Regions from separate parts of the Arachis hypogaea genome. Here region 2 is linked to region 1. The links are chromatin contacts, called in public Hi-C maps. All regions are on one chromosome and are shown on one strand. The core of a region is the stretch at or near the end of the contact, and the rest is flanking DNA. Distances in the headings are between cores, read along the strand shown. Region 1 has its middle 13 kb from the start of LOC112753119. Region 2 holds the start of LOC112750681 (UDP-glycosyltransferase 74B1).

Region 1 (6,622 bases), core at 1,750-4,249:
GGCATTGGAGATGCCACTTATGAGGACGTTGGAGACGCCATTGAGGTGCATCAATTTGAGGTCCTTGAAGCCAGCATCCTTGGTGTGCAAAGCACCAATCATGTGGCGTTGGATACGCCACTTATGACTTGAAATGAGGTCCCTATTGCTTGCATTATTTGACTTGTTTATCTTTGGCAAAACTCCATTCTTAATCCTCCTTTAGAATGTTTCTCTAGAAGTGTTGCTTGAGTGATTCCTCTATTGATACTTTTGTTTCTTCTTTTTCTATCATTTCCTACAAGAATTCATAAACTCAAAGTAATCAAAGTAGTATTCAAATTAAGCACTAAAACACTCCGTAATGGAGCATAGTTCATTGACTTTCTATATGAACTAATCAAGAAAAATAACTCATGATGCACATACATCACAACACCAAACTTGAAGCTTTGTTTGTCCTCAAGCAAATTAAGAATCATGTACATCAATCTTAAATATTCAATATTGACAATTCAAGGTGAAGATTAGCAATTCTAATGTTCTTGGTTAGCTGTTTCACTTAAGCATGCATCACTACAAAAGAATTCTAAGTTTAAGGTTCCTATCTTGATCACATTATGAAATCCTTTCTAATATTCCCACCTTGAAGCAAGCTTATTATCTTTCTCTTTTCTTTCTTATCTTAGCTTATTGGGTGCTTTGCACCATGAGTTTCTCTTTGACTCTAAGTACTTTGTTCTCATGTTTTACCACTTGATACATAAGCACTACAAGCATGTGACTACAGGAATCTTTGAGCCATATACTTGTTCTTTCTTTTCTTTCTAGTCATTGATACTCAAAGCCTTGAATTTGAGGGAGTATTTTGCATTTTTGAGCCTATTCTTGACTCTAAGTGTTTTATTTTCAAGTTTTTACTTGATACATAAACATCACAAGCACTTGACTCATGGTTAGTCATTGGTACTCAGAGCCTTCAGCTTTTCTTTCTTTTCCCTTTTTTACTTAATCATTGATTAGTGACTTTTGCTTCTTCAAGGTTCTAAATAATTTGTAAAAATTTCATAATATTTATCTAGACCTCAAACAATCATGTTCAAATGTGTTGAGCAAAACAGTTATTTTAGCCTTCCAATACTCATGTGCTCATGCTAGCTTCTTCTTTCTTCAACCCCCGTTTGCTTTCATTTATGTTCATGATTCCTACTTGCATTAACTAGCAAGTTTCAATACAGTGGTTATGATGAATGCAACTCACAATAAGACTTCCTAATATGCTCTTACTAGAAAGGAAAAACCACACACATTCATACACAAAAATATAAAATACATGCATAGACTAGAAATAGAAAACGCTCATGCATGAAGTTGAAAACAAAGAAGAAATTTCAAAATAACAAGAACTTAACCACCTTGCTTCGATTGTCACTATTTTCTTCATTGTTGACTTCATTGTCTCTTGATTCACACATGTTTAGTGCATCTACATGGGTCCTTGATTCCCAGAACCCTTGCCCCTTCATACTTTTCCGCACTCTCTCTTCATGGATGAGTTGAACCTCTCTCATTTTATGTACAAGTTTTTTTGCTATTCTTGGGTATGGTAGTAAAGTTGGATGCACTTCTTGAAGCCTTACACATAAGTAGCCCAGCTTTGCTTGAACATTCAACTCACCTTCCACTCGATTTCCATGTCTGCATTCCTCTAAATATCTAAACTCTCTAAACTCTTTGTGTTGTTGATTTTGTAACTCAAGCAACTGTTGAATTTGTTCTTGCTGTCTTCAGTATTGGAGTTGTTGCTCTTGGAATTTCAATTGTTGTTCGGAAATGCCTTGCAAAGCTCTTTGAATCTGGCTCCAATTGAATTGATTCCCATCTTGAACTTGTTATGGTAGTACATGGTCGTGACTTGTTCCTTCTTGCTGAGGAGGTGAAGCTTGTGGTCCTTGTGGAACTTGTGTAATTACCCTCCTTGGTAGTCTTCTCTAGACTTGGCTCAACATTACTTTTTCTATTTTTTCTAGAGTGATTGGTTTGGCTACTTGCACTTTGGTGTCATCATCATCTTCAAAAACAACCCCTGCTTATTGGCAGAGACGATGAATGAGGCTTGAATATCCAAGCATTGTGTCTTTTGTCACACTCTCTACTATTCTTTGAATGTTTGGAGGTATGATTTCTTCAACTTCTACCACCTCTCCTATCATAATAGCATAAACCAAAATGGCTCTCTCTATGGTTACTTCGGATCCATTGGAGGTAAGCCAAATTGACATCCTCACAAATTCATACCATCCTCTAACTACTGGAATGAGGTCACCTCTCTTGAGTTGGTTTGGGTTTCCATGATGATCACGTATCCATGAAGTTCCCAGTACGCAAATGTCATTGATGATCTCGTCGTACTTAGGATCGGTGGTTAATCTCATATCCAAATATAGGTTAGGCGGCTTTGAGTCAGGTGGTTCATCCATCTTCTTATCTGCTTGGACTATTTTCATTACCATTGTTTTAATCATTGGGGTGTCTTGGATTTGGCTTTGAGTACCCACCCAATTATCTGGGTGATGGTGTGAGTGAGGTGAAGGTTAAGAAGATACAATAAAATGTTGGTTTTTATTATAATAATGTTATTTAGTCTTTAAGGGATTTCAAAAATTTTTGTAGTGTTAAGGTTAAAAATTCTTAGGTAACCCCTCTTGTTGGTTACTGGTAATTACTTAGACTAGGTTTAGCCCTTTTTTTGTTTTGCAAAACTTGTTGATTGTTGAAAAAGTTTTGACTCAAAACTCTTTGATGGGCTTGCCTAGTATTTGTGGGCTCAATTTCGATAGGATTTGTTGCATTGGGTTGACCGGTTGAAATATCATCCTCTATAGTTTTATCCATAATAGAAAATCCTCATCAATAATAAAACAAAAAAAAAGAAAATCTTGATCCATGCTCTATTTTAGCCATCTCCTTACTCATCGATAATAATGTATTCCTTTTTGTTTTGGAATTAATTTTTCTTTTCAGCATTGTAAGGGTCACTTCTCTAAACCCATATTGGTGTAGCTCTGATATGTTCTATCCCCTAAAGGATCCAAATCCATACCAGTGTCTCCATAATTGGTTTTGGCCAGCCAATAATAATGGCTCCCTGAGAAGCGTTTATTGGCTTTTCCAACAACATCGGATCTTAGTTTTTCGGCGCTTTGCCTTCGCTGCATTATTCTATATGTGATGGCTATACATGCTGCGATTGAAATAGATAAGTTTGTCTCATAATTCGTAACCATTCTTACTCAATATTGATTCTTCCCAAGAACAAAAATCCTTAAAACCAACCTTTTGGCAAGATCGACCTCAACACAAATCTTTGCATACTTGAGTTGAGAGTGAATGAAAATCAATCTATCCACTTTTCACATTGTTCCTATAGGTTGTGTTTATTTAAAGACACAAAATTATCTTTGGCAGATGAAATATGAATAGAGGTATTGTGTTCAGAGATACTGAATTAATGTATTTCATGTTCATTCTAACAGAAAGAACATAGAGACACTGACAAAAAATACTAACAAGGAACACAACTTATTTTTTATTTTTTTATTATTTTTATGAATTTTTTATAATTATATTTTTATTATTATATTTTTTATTATTATATTTTTTAATTTTTAAATAAAAAATAAAAAAATTAAAATTTTATAATTTATTTTAGTTTATTATCAAATAAAATATAAAATATAAAAATACTAATTTTTATATATTTTTATTTTTTGTATTTTATTCTTTATGTCTTATTTTATCGTGTTGTTAGGACCAAAAGCAGTCGTATATCTTGTACCTATTTTTTGGTGGATGTTACAAGACTCCTGTATTGTTTGGAGTTTTAAAACTCCTTTACATTATTAATATTATAATTAATAATTATTTTAAGCTTAACCAATTTTTCTTTTTTGACATGGGTAAAGCCCAAGAAAAAAATCTAACCCACCCGACCAAGATACAACAAGAAATTTGAACCATGAATATACTTCTTCTTCACTTCTTCTTCAACCAGTATGTTGAAGCAGGGCTCCCTCCCCAATAACCTCACGGTTCAAAATTCCTGCCGCCCTGTCAGGGGAGTTCCAAGCTGCCGCTTGTCACTGCACGCAACTCTTCTAGGACACCGCCAGTCCCTGACCACTGCTGTGTCACTACAATACCTGGCACGCTTTCTTCTTCAGTCGTGATGCTTTCATGGTCGTCCAGAGCTTTGACAAGACACCGTTGATCGTATTTTTGCCATCATAGGTTCAAAATTAGGTTCCATATCTGCCGTTTTGCAATAATTTTTCAATGGTCTATCAGCTTTTTTATTTTTAAATATTGTTAAATCAAATTTTTTGCATTTTAATACCCATTTACTCGTTTTATACTTATCTTATTTTGCGATTTGGCAATTTGTCTTAGTTGATACTAGTTCATAGTATTTTGATAGTAATGCATGTTAAAATTTTGTCTTGCTTGCAAATTGATGCTACTTTAAATGTGATATTGCTATTGATTTGTGGTTATTATATGGTCATATTTGTTATGTTGAATTTTGTTCTCCTAGTATGTAAATAAAAATTAAAACTTAAAATGATTTTTAACTGGCACATAACTGATTGTTGTTGTAAGCTATTGTGATGATATGATATTTATTCATGATCGCTAAATTTGTAAGTTTGTTAATCGAATAGACTCAAAATTGTTTAAACTCTGCATTTTTTGTAATGAAAATTTTGTACTCCTTTTTTTCGTTTGATTGCTTTTCTTTGAGTTTGAGACATATGAATTTTTCTATAGTGAATTTTAGCCATTTGATAAATAATTTTTGTCTGTAAAAATAATGTTATGTAGACTGATATGAACTTATTATTAAGATTTGTTAATAATTTATGCCTAATTATCACTGTGTAGTATTTAATTTACTAGGCAAAAAATAAATAACATACATATTTTGGTGTCGTTTGATTTCTTCATTTGTAAGTCTAATTTTTGGAGCTTTATCCGAAAGCATTTTGTCTTGTAGTACTTAGTACTCATATCTTAATTTTTATTACCGTATTATTTATGTTCAAATTATTTCCTTGCAAATGTGATTCATGAGAGAGGAAGAGATCATGGATGAATGTGAGTATGAGCATGAGGATAATATTTTTTATGATGAGAAGTATTTTGGTGATGAGTCATACTTAGATGGTAGAGCCCCATCCTCTCTGATAACTGATGGGGCAAGGACAATGAAGAATGCGATTGAGGAAGTATTCCCTGGTACTCACCACAGATTGTGTGCTTGGCATCTCCTGCGTAATGCAATGACAAATATGTGTAGTCTTCATTTTACATCTAAGTTTAAGGATTGTATGTTAGGAGATTACGAGATTCCAGTGTTCCGTAAAAAGTGGCAAACATTGGTAGAGGAATTTGGGATTGAGGAAAAGGAATGGCTAAATGAAATTTATGAGAAACGTCGATCATGGGCAACATGTTACATCCGAGGAAAGTTCTTTGCTGGATTTAGGACTACATCATTGGGAAGTATACTAAGCCTCATTATGACTTATTCGAGTTTATTGAGCACTTCCAACGAATGTTGGGCCATATGCGGTTTAGGAAATTTTACGCTGAATGTGAATCTGCTCGTGGAGTTCCAATTATGCAAACTTGTATTGAACCCCTTGAGATATGTGCTGCTGATACTTACACAAGGGATGTATTCTTTTTATTTAGGTCTATTCTTGTTCGGTTGGGTGCAATGAGAGTCGTGGACTACTAAACAAGAGACAACAGTGTAATTTATTATGTTTGTAGGTATGCCAAACCAACCAATGTGTGGGAGGTTGAGTGGGTAGATAATGGTAACGCAATCACTTGTTCATGCATGCGTATGGAATCATTCGGCATTTTCTATGAACACATTATCTCTGTATTGGTCCGTAAAGATGTGTGGAAAATCCCTAAATGTCTAGTGTTGCATAGATGGACTAAGAAAGCAAAAAAATCTATGTCTGATTCAAGTAGTTTTACTAGCGAATTACAAGCCAGCAGTCAACTTTCTATCCTCAATGAGTGTGCTAGGATGATGTCAGAGGTTACATGTGCTACTACAGATAGGTTCCATGAAGCAAGAGATCTTATGCTTGATCTTTATAGCTCATACAAAGCACTAGATGGAGGGAACACGCCTTCGAAACCTGGATTGAGAGGTGGTACCAATCCTAAAGGGCATAGTGGTCGGAAAAAACCCCAGCATTGCAACAATTGCAAGAAACCTGGTCATAATAAAATTTTTTGTTCAAAGCACAATGAAAATACTTTCGGTACACAAGGTAGCTCTACCCGTTAAACTGATGTAAGTAGACAAAAATGATATATAATTTTTTATTCACTCACTTGATATTGAAACTGCTCCACTGTGCTAATTTAAAGTATCATTGATGTATAAAATTTCGGTGGTTGTAATGAATTTATGATGGTGAATGCATGAATAATGTGGAATACGAAACTCAAGAGTGATGGTGAACCTTGGAATTAGATATAGCTTTGTTCGTGATTAATTTTAATAGTTGATTAGGGGAATATGCAGTTACTAACTAAATTATAAATTATTACTGTTTTT
Region 2 (7,377 bases), core at 3,045-5,544, 63 kb after region 1:
TTCATGCTTTTAATCAATGGTCTTAGAATTTCTTTTCTTGAATTAAGTTAGAGATTTTCTTTGCTTTAATTAAATTTTTTTTGGTGCTTTGATCAATAATTTTTGGAGTTGCTTTGTGCTTTTAAGTTTAGAAATTGATTTAAGGATGCTAAGCAAGAACAAAGAAAGAGATAGACAAAACAAGGATAAAAAAAAGAACAAAGAAAGAAGCTTAAGAAACACTTTGAAGCTCTTGGCTACATTTTGAAGCCTTAGGACACACTTTTCCAAGACCAAAATCAACAAAATTTAGCCTGGAAGCTTTGCCGTCCAACGTGATGGAAGTAGCGTCCAACGGCGATCATGCGTATGCACAATTAGAGCTAAAAAAGAAATCATGCGTATGCATGCATCATGCATACGCATGTTTTGGTACAAAAAGGGGTGTTGTGCGTACGCATCCTTCATGCATACGCGCAAATGGTGAAATAAGTAAAATCATGCGTACGCATGACCCATAGGTACGCATGACCCCCGTTTCACGCCCCACGCTAGTTTATTGGCATCCTACACTGAAGCAATACAAAAGCATATTTTGGGCCAAATTTGGAAGATAGTTGCAGGCATCCCACGTCCTTCAAATGGCGTGGCACGGCAAAGCAAAACAGAGACCAAATTGAGTCATTCTTGGAGGAAAAAGTGTGGCGTCCAATGTGGTTTCCAAATGGCTGGTTTATACCATCTTGCGACGCTGAACAAGACTTGGTTTAGGTTGGATAAGCCGTTGGTGAGTGCATTCGTGGTGGCGTCCGGAAACGCACACGTTTCATGCGCTGTTCGGTGAGTGTAAGATTACACTGCAGGACATGACGTAACAGTTAGGGCTGCTAATCGATGGACATTATGTCAATTACGTCATCACCACTATCATCGGAAATTATGTTCGACTCCACATCATCATCGTCATCATCATCCCACAGTACATCGTCTATACCATCCCGTGCTCCACCTTGTAATGAAACCGGTACCGTATCAGTAATACCTACTTCTCAGTCACCATTGCAGTTTAGATCAGCTGCGAAGGACGGGAAGGCAACCACGGATGAAAAGGCACAAACAGGCCTCGAACTAGAGCAGGTTGCTGTTGCTGGAGGTTGATAATTTTGGTTCAAACCTCCTGAGCTAGAGACCACATCTACAAGCTTGGCCAACAGCTCAGGGGTCCTGACCTCAGAAAACTACCGACGACAATGAAAACAAAACTTGCAAATCATCGTCACTCCCTATGACAAACGAATCGTATTTCACATCATCCCGCAAAATTAAAATTGGAATTCTATAGAATAACTTCTGAACCCGTTTCATGCCTTACAACCCCAGTTTTTGGATTATAGAATTCAGGAACTCAGCAAAGCTTGTTGAAGGTTTTAGGAGAATACTAAGGGGATCTTTATCAGTAAACTTAATTCTAGAACATGTTTTTTTCTTAATCGACTCTGTATAGTGCACCAATACTAAAAAACTATCTTCACTAGCCATTGTGTTTCACTCTTATAAGAAATTCACGTTCATATCATATTTATATAGGTTGGCCTCACACTAAATCGAATTTGCTTAGTTCGATTTATGAATGCATAGTAATTCGAATCAATTCCATTCGAATTATATAAGGACAAAACTAGGAGTAAATCAAAACAGCTTGTTTCGAATTACTACGAACGTTACATGCATGCATAAATCGAATCAACATGATTTGATTTACTATGAGACATTATATGGATGCATAAATTGACTCAAGCAGCTTCGATTTGCATTTTTCTTGATAATTCGAATTGGACAGCTTCGATTTACTATAAAAATTGGCAAATCGAATAAAACTCATTCGATTTATATAGAAACGTACATTTAGTAGATCTATGTAACGTTTTCAGATTTAGGTGAATTGTATAATATTGAGTTGGGTTTGATTTAATAGTAAAATATATATATACTTATTAATTTTTTTTTCTAAACACACTCAGGTGGGTAAATCCCTAAACACAACCCTTAATTATCTCATTCTTACTGTAAATAAGATAACGGTTCAACTAGGTATCCTTTAAAAATAGTACAATATTCAACCTTTTATTACAATAATTAAAAAAAATTAAAACAAACACAACTAAAAATTATGAATAGATTTACTGTCTTTTTAAAATTAAATACACATTCAAAATACAATCTAAAAAAACTGAAATTTAAAATTTAAATTTTAAATTTCTGTTTCAGATTTAATATATTTAATTATTAATATATTATAATTTAAATACATATCTAAAAATCAAATTATTCAAAATTCAAAATTTTGATTTTAAAATTATAAAATAAACCTTAAACTATCAAATTATTAATTAAACTCGTACAAAACACTCAAAGAAGTAGAGAAGTCACATTTGTGCTATGTCGAAAATCCAAGCGCACATGGAAAACTCAGAGATGCACATCGAGAAGTCATCCTCCGCTGTCGTTCATCGGTGCCACCTTTCTCTTCCGCGCTCATCCTCAACGCTGCCTTCCTCCTTTTCGACGCTCATTTACAACGCTGTCTTTTTAATGTTTAAATTTAAATTTTAGATTTATGATTTTGGATGTGTTTTAAAAATATTTTCTGTATAACTTCATAATTTTAGATGTGTTACAATTATTTTTTAATGTTTAAATTTAGATTTTAGATTTATGATTTTGGATGTGTTTCAAAAATATTTTCTATATAACTTCATAATTTTAGATGTGTTACAATTATTTTTTAATGTTTAAATTTAGAATTTAGATTTATGATTTTATATTTTCTGTATAACTTCATAATTTTAGATGTGTTACATTTGTTTTTTAATGTTTAAATTTAAATTTTAGATTTATGATTTTGGATGTGTTTTAAAAATATTTTTTGTATAACTTAATATTTTAGATATGTTACAATTGAAAAAGAAACTACAATTGAAAATATTTTAGTTTATGTATATAATTATATTCGACCATTCATAATTGTATTATTAACATTTATATTGTATTATTAAAGTTGACTGATTTTAGATATGTTTTAAAAATATTTTGTATAAAATATCATACTATCAGATGTGTTATAATCGAAAAATAACAACACAATTTTAAATTAATTGTTGATTATAATAATTTTGAAAACTAATAAGCATCGAAAAAAATTAACTGATAATTTAAATAATAAATATTATATTCATTTGATCGAATAAAAAATTAAAAGATTAATTGTATTATTAACATTTAAATTTAAATATTTAAAGTTAGCCTAATTTTAGATGTGTTTTAAAAATATTTTGAATAAAATATCATACTATCATGTGTTATAATTGATAAATAACAACAGAATTTTTATAACCATATCAACTACATCTTCTCTCTTAAATTTCAGATTTTTTTTTTCTTCTTTGTTCAAACTACTTACGTAGAAAGTACTTTATTTGCAACAACTTTATTAATAAAATTAAATAAGATCAACCTTGTTCCAATTAAATCAGTAGAGTATTTTTATATTTAAATTAAAATATAATTAAAAATGTTGAACATGATATTTCTTAACAAATTACATAAACACATGTGTGGAAAATAATGATACCTTTCACCAATGCAAAATGAGAGAGTGCTTCAGCTGGAAGGTGGTGATGGTCTTCACCAATGAAGACGAGATGGAGGATTCAGCTGGCAGCATCCTTTTTGGTTTGGGATTCACTAATGCGTGTGAATGTCTCGTAGAATAAAGAATTTAAAAAACTGCATCAGTTATGTGAAGTTACGAAAGTAAAGCAAAGTCACCGTAACCACCAAGGAAGTGGGTGGGTTTTAAAATTTAAATTTAAATTAAAATCTAATTATAAATATGTATCTAAAAAATAGGAACATGTTACACTAAAAAAATAATTAAATATTATTTAAATCTGATTAAAGGCTGATTAGTATTGTACAACTAGTATTTCCCATAAGATAAATAATGAATTATAAAAAACATATATGTGAAAATAATAATTTTATTTCAAAAAAGGTCCTTTTTTTGTTCATTTGTTTGTTTACAGATATAGGACATTGAGACAGGGACACTGAGACACAAAATCGTGTTTGGCAGAGGAAATATGGACAGAAATAATGTATCCAGAGACAATGAATGACACAGAGACACTAACAAGAGACACAACTTATTTTTTATTTTTTTTCGTTATTCTTGTTAATTTTTATAATTATATTTTTTATCGTTATATTTTTCATCTCAAATTTTTTAAATGAAAAAAAATGAGAATAAATTAAATTTTCATAATTTATTCTAATTTATAACCAAATAAAATACAAAAATACAAAATTTTGTCCATCAATATTTTATCCTATCTTATTCTCAGTGTCTTATCCTATCATATTCTTAAAACAAACGGAGCCTATAAAAGGTCCATTTGAGTTGTTGAAAACTTGAAATAGCGTCATTGCTTACATAATGATAATCTTACCGCGACAAGCATGGCCTATAAAATAAAGAAAGTAATAAAATCAATACCTATCCTAAAATGGGAAGATGAAGAACAAACCCAAAGGCCATGTGATAGTTCTTCCGTATCCAGCCCAAGGGCACATCAACCCGCTCCTTCAATTCGCAAAAGTTTTAGTCACCAAAGGCCTCAAGGCCACATTAGCCACAACCCCATACACAATCAACAACATACATGAACCAACCGTTGCTATTGAACCCATCTCAGATGGCTATGATGAGGGTGGCTTCACCCATGCTCCAAGCGTTGAATCCTACATTGAGTCCTTTAGATCAGCTGGTTCCAAAACATTATCAGAGCTTATAATTAAGTTGAGACACTCGTCATGTGCCGTGAACTGTATTGTATATGACTCTATGCTTACTTGGGCACTTGATGTGGCAAAACAGTTTGGTATCTATGGTGCTGTGTTCTTGACGAATTCTGCTTCTGTGTGTTCTATTTATTGGGAAATGAAATTGGGAAACTTGGTTTTTCCTTTGGAGAAATGGGTGTTTCCGATTTCAATTCCTGGGCTTCCTCCTCTTGGGGTTTCTGATTTGCCTAGCTTTGTTGCAAGACCTGATGATCACAAAGCTTATCTGGATGCTATCATGGGAATATTTGAGACTTTGAAGAACAATGACTGGGTATTCTGCAACACTTTTCAGGAACTCGAAAGTGAGGCAAGTGTTTTTTGTTTTTCGTCCACCTTGTTTTACTTTTATAAATCCAATTCATTACTAACCAATTTAGGTGTATAAGGATCATAGTTTTTTACAATGACACTATTCATGTAAAATATCAAAATCATTTTTTAAGATTAAAATAACGCACATTTTAGTTTATTTTATCAAAATATTTATCAATAATTATTATAATTATATATAAATAAATAATTATTATTTAGTTGATTTAAATAATAATACAAAATATATATTTATTATTGTTGTAATAAATTTTAATAGTGATACTTTTTTAATATCTAAAAACACTTTTTAATGTGAAAAATAAAAGTAAAAGGTATTGCAAAAATATTTAAAAAATGTGATCTTAATTTTAGAAAAAAATTTTTTTAAGTGTTGCGAATGTTGTATTACCATAATGATAATTACAATAAAGAATATCATTTATAAGATGTTATTTTTTTATTCCTGGCATCATTATATGATTGTGAGATGTGAAAAATATAAAAGGTTTGGTTAGTAGAGCTTAAACATAAAGGCCAAATGGGTGATAGTTAATAAACTACATGAAATTTTAGACGTATGAATGAAATTCAACGATTTTTTCTTTAACAATTTTTGTTGTTTTGTGTTCCTTTCTGTATCATTTTATCAGATAATGGGCATATAATTTAGTTAGAACTCCATGAAAATTTAGAATAAGTATGAACATTATGGGAATAAATTTATATCTGAAATTCTTCGCTTCTCTGAAAAGTTAATGCAGAGTACAAGCGCAATACAAGTTTATCAGAGAACAAGTTGTATTGAATTAATATTTACAATTGATAAACATAAGTTGCATCTCATCTTGACTATCATAAAAGAAACCACCCTATAGTGAGGTAGTTAACAACTTCAGATATAACTCTTGTTTTTATAACAAATGAGAACATAAAAACCATGTCTTATCCATTGTCGTCTTTGGATCCATGTAGGGTTATGTTAAGCTTGCGACAACCAAGGTAAAACTTCGTCGTGTCCAAATGGATGGACACAACGCAATGACATCTTTGATTTATGTAGTCAACCTTACCTAATGGGAAATAGTTATGTTAAGATATATTAAGGTAAAAACTGCAAAATAAAAATTCGATAAGAGACCTTTTCAATTCATGACTGCACAATAATCTCATGTCTTTTGTCTTACTGAAGGCTTTAGATGGTACATGGCCAGTTATACCAGTAGGACCAATGGTTCCATCAGCATATCTACACCAACGAAATTCAGAAGACACAGCTTATGGAGCCACACTGTGGAATCCAACTAGAAATAAAAGCTACATGACATGGTTAGGTACAAAGCCGCCAAGGTCTGTAGTTTATGTATCATTCGGAAGCATGGCAACAACAACAGCTAAACAAGCCGAAGAAATCGCAAACGGCTTAAAGGCCAGCAAGAAGAATTTCATATGGGTGGTGAAAGAATCTTGGGAGATATTACCAAAGGGATTTATGAGTGGACTCGGTGATGCAGGGTTGGTGGTGACGTGGTGCAACCAATTGGAGGTGCTGTCTCACCCGGCCGTCGGCTGCTTTGTAACGCATTGTGGATGGAACTCAGTATTGGAGGCACTGAGTATAGGGGTGCCGATGGTCACGGTGGCTCAATGGAGTGATCAACCTACAAATGCTAAGCTTGTTGAAGTGGTGTGGGGAGTGGGAACAAGAGCTGAGAAGGATTCAGATGATGTTTTATCAGGCAAAGAATTGGAGAAGTGTATAGGAGAAGTTATGGACGCTGAAAAAAGTGAAGATTTAAAAAGAAATGCTTCTAAGTGGAGTCAAAGTGCTTCAAGAGCAGCTAGTGTAGGTGGGACTTCAGACAAAAATATCAATGAGTTTGTAAAGATCTTAATGTTACCTAAAGGGGAAAATAATTAATGTAAGGTTTGATTACTCTCTAGGTACTATAGGTTCATTAAATTTTCAATTGAATCCTTATAGTTTTATAATCAAATCCCTTATATACAAAATTTATTAATCAAATTCCTATAATTTAAACGTTACTAATTAAGTTCTTGCATTGTACAAATACTTTTTATTCAAATCCATTCTAATTTTTTTAATCAAACTCAACATGGGATATTAAGCCCCTGTTTTTCTTTAAAAAAATATATATTGTATATTATTATATAAAGATTTGA

The links. A called contact is a pair of places that touch in the nucleus more often than the background predicts.
Region 2: a contact with region 1 is called in a Hi-C map of leaf, with 2.6 times the contacts expected there. The contact joins the promoter of LOC112750681 here to the enhancer-like site in region 1. A contact is called at or near these places in 2 of 8 Hi-C or Micro-C datasets (both in leaf).

The regions. Positions count from the first base shown.
Region 1 is chr15:129,875,577-129,882,198 of arahy.Tifrunner.gnm2.J5K5, forward strand. No RefSeq gene overlaps it. Among protein-coding and RNA genes, the nearest start is that of LOC112753119, 13 kb to the left of the region's middle. Within about 2 kb of position 3,000, at least 3 of the 3 cell types and tissues checked have open chromatin away from gene starts, as enhancers often do.
Region 2 is chr15:129,937,124-129,944,500 of arahy.Tifrunner.gnm2.J5K5, forward strand. It overlaps LOC112750681 (UDP-glycosyltransferase 74B1), which reads left to right and starts at 4,295. Exons shown (of 2, transcript XM_025799493.3): 1 at 4,295-5,191; 2 at 6,386-7,247. The coding sequence starts at 4,553. The coding sequence ends at 7,114.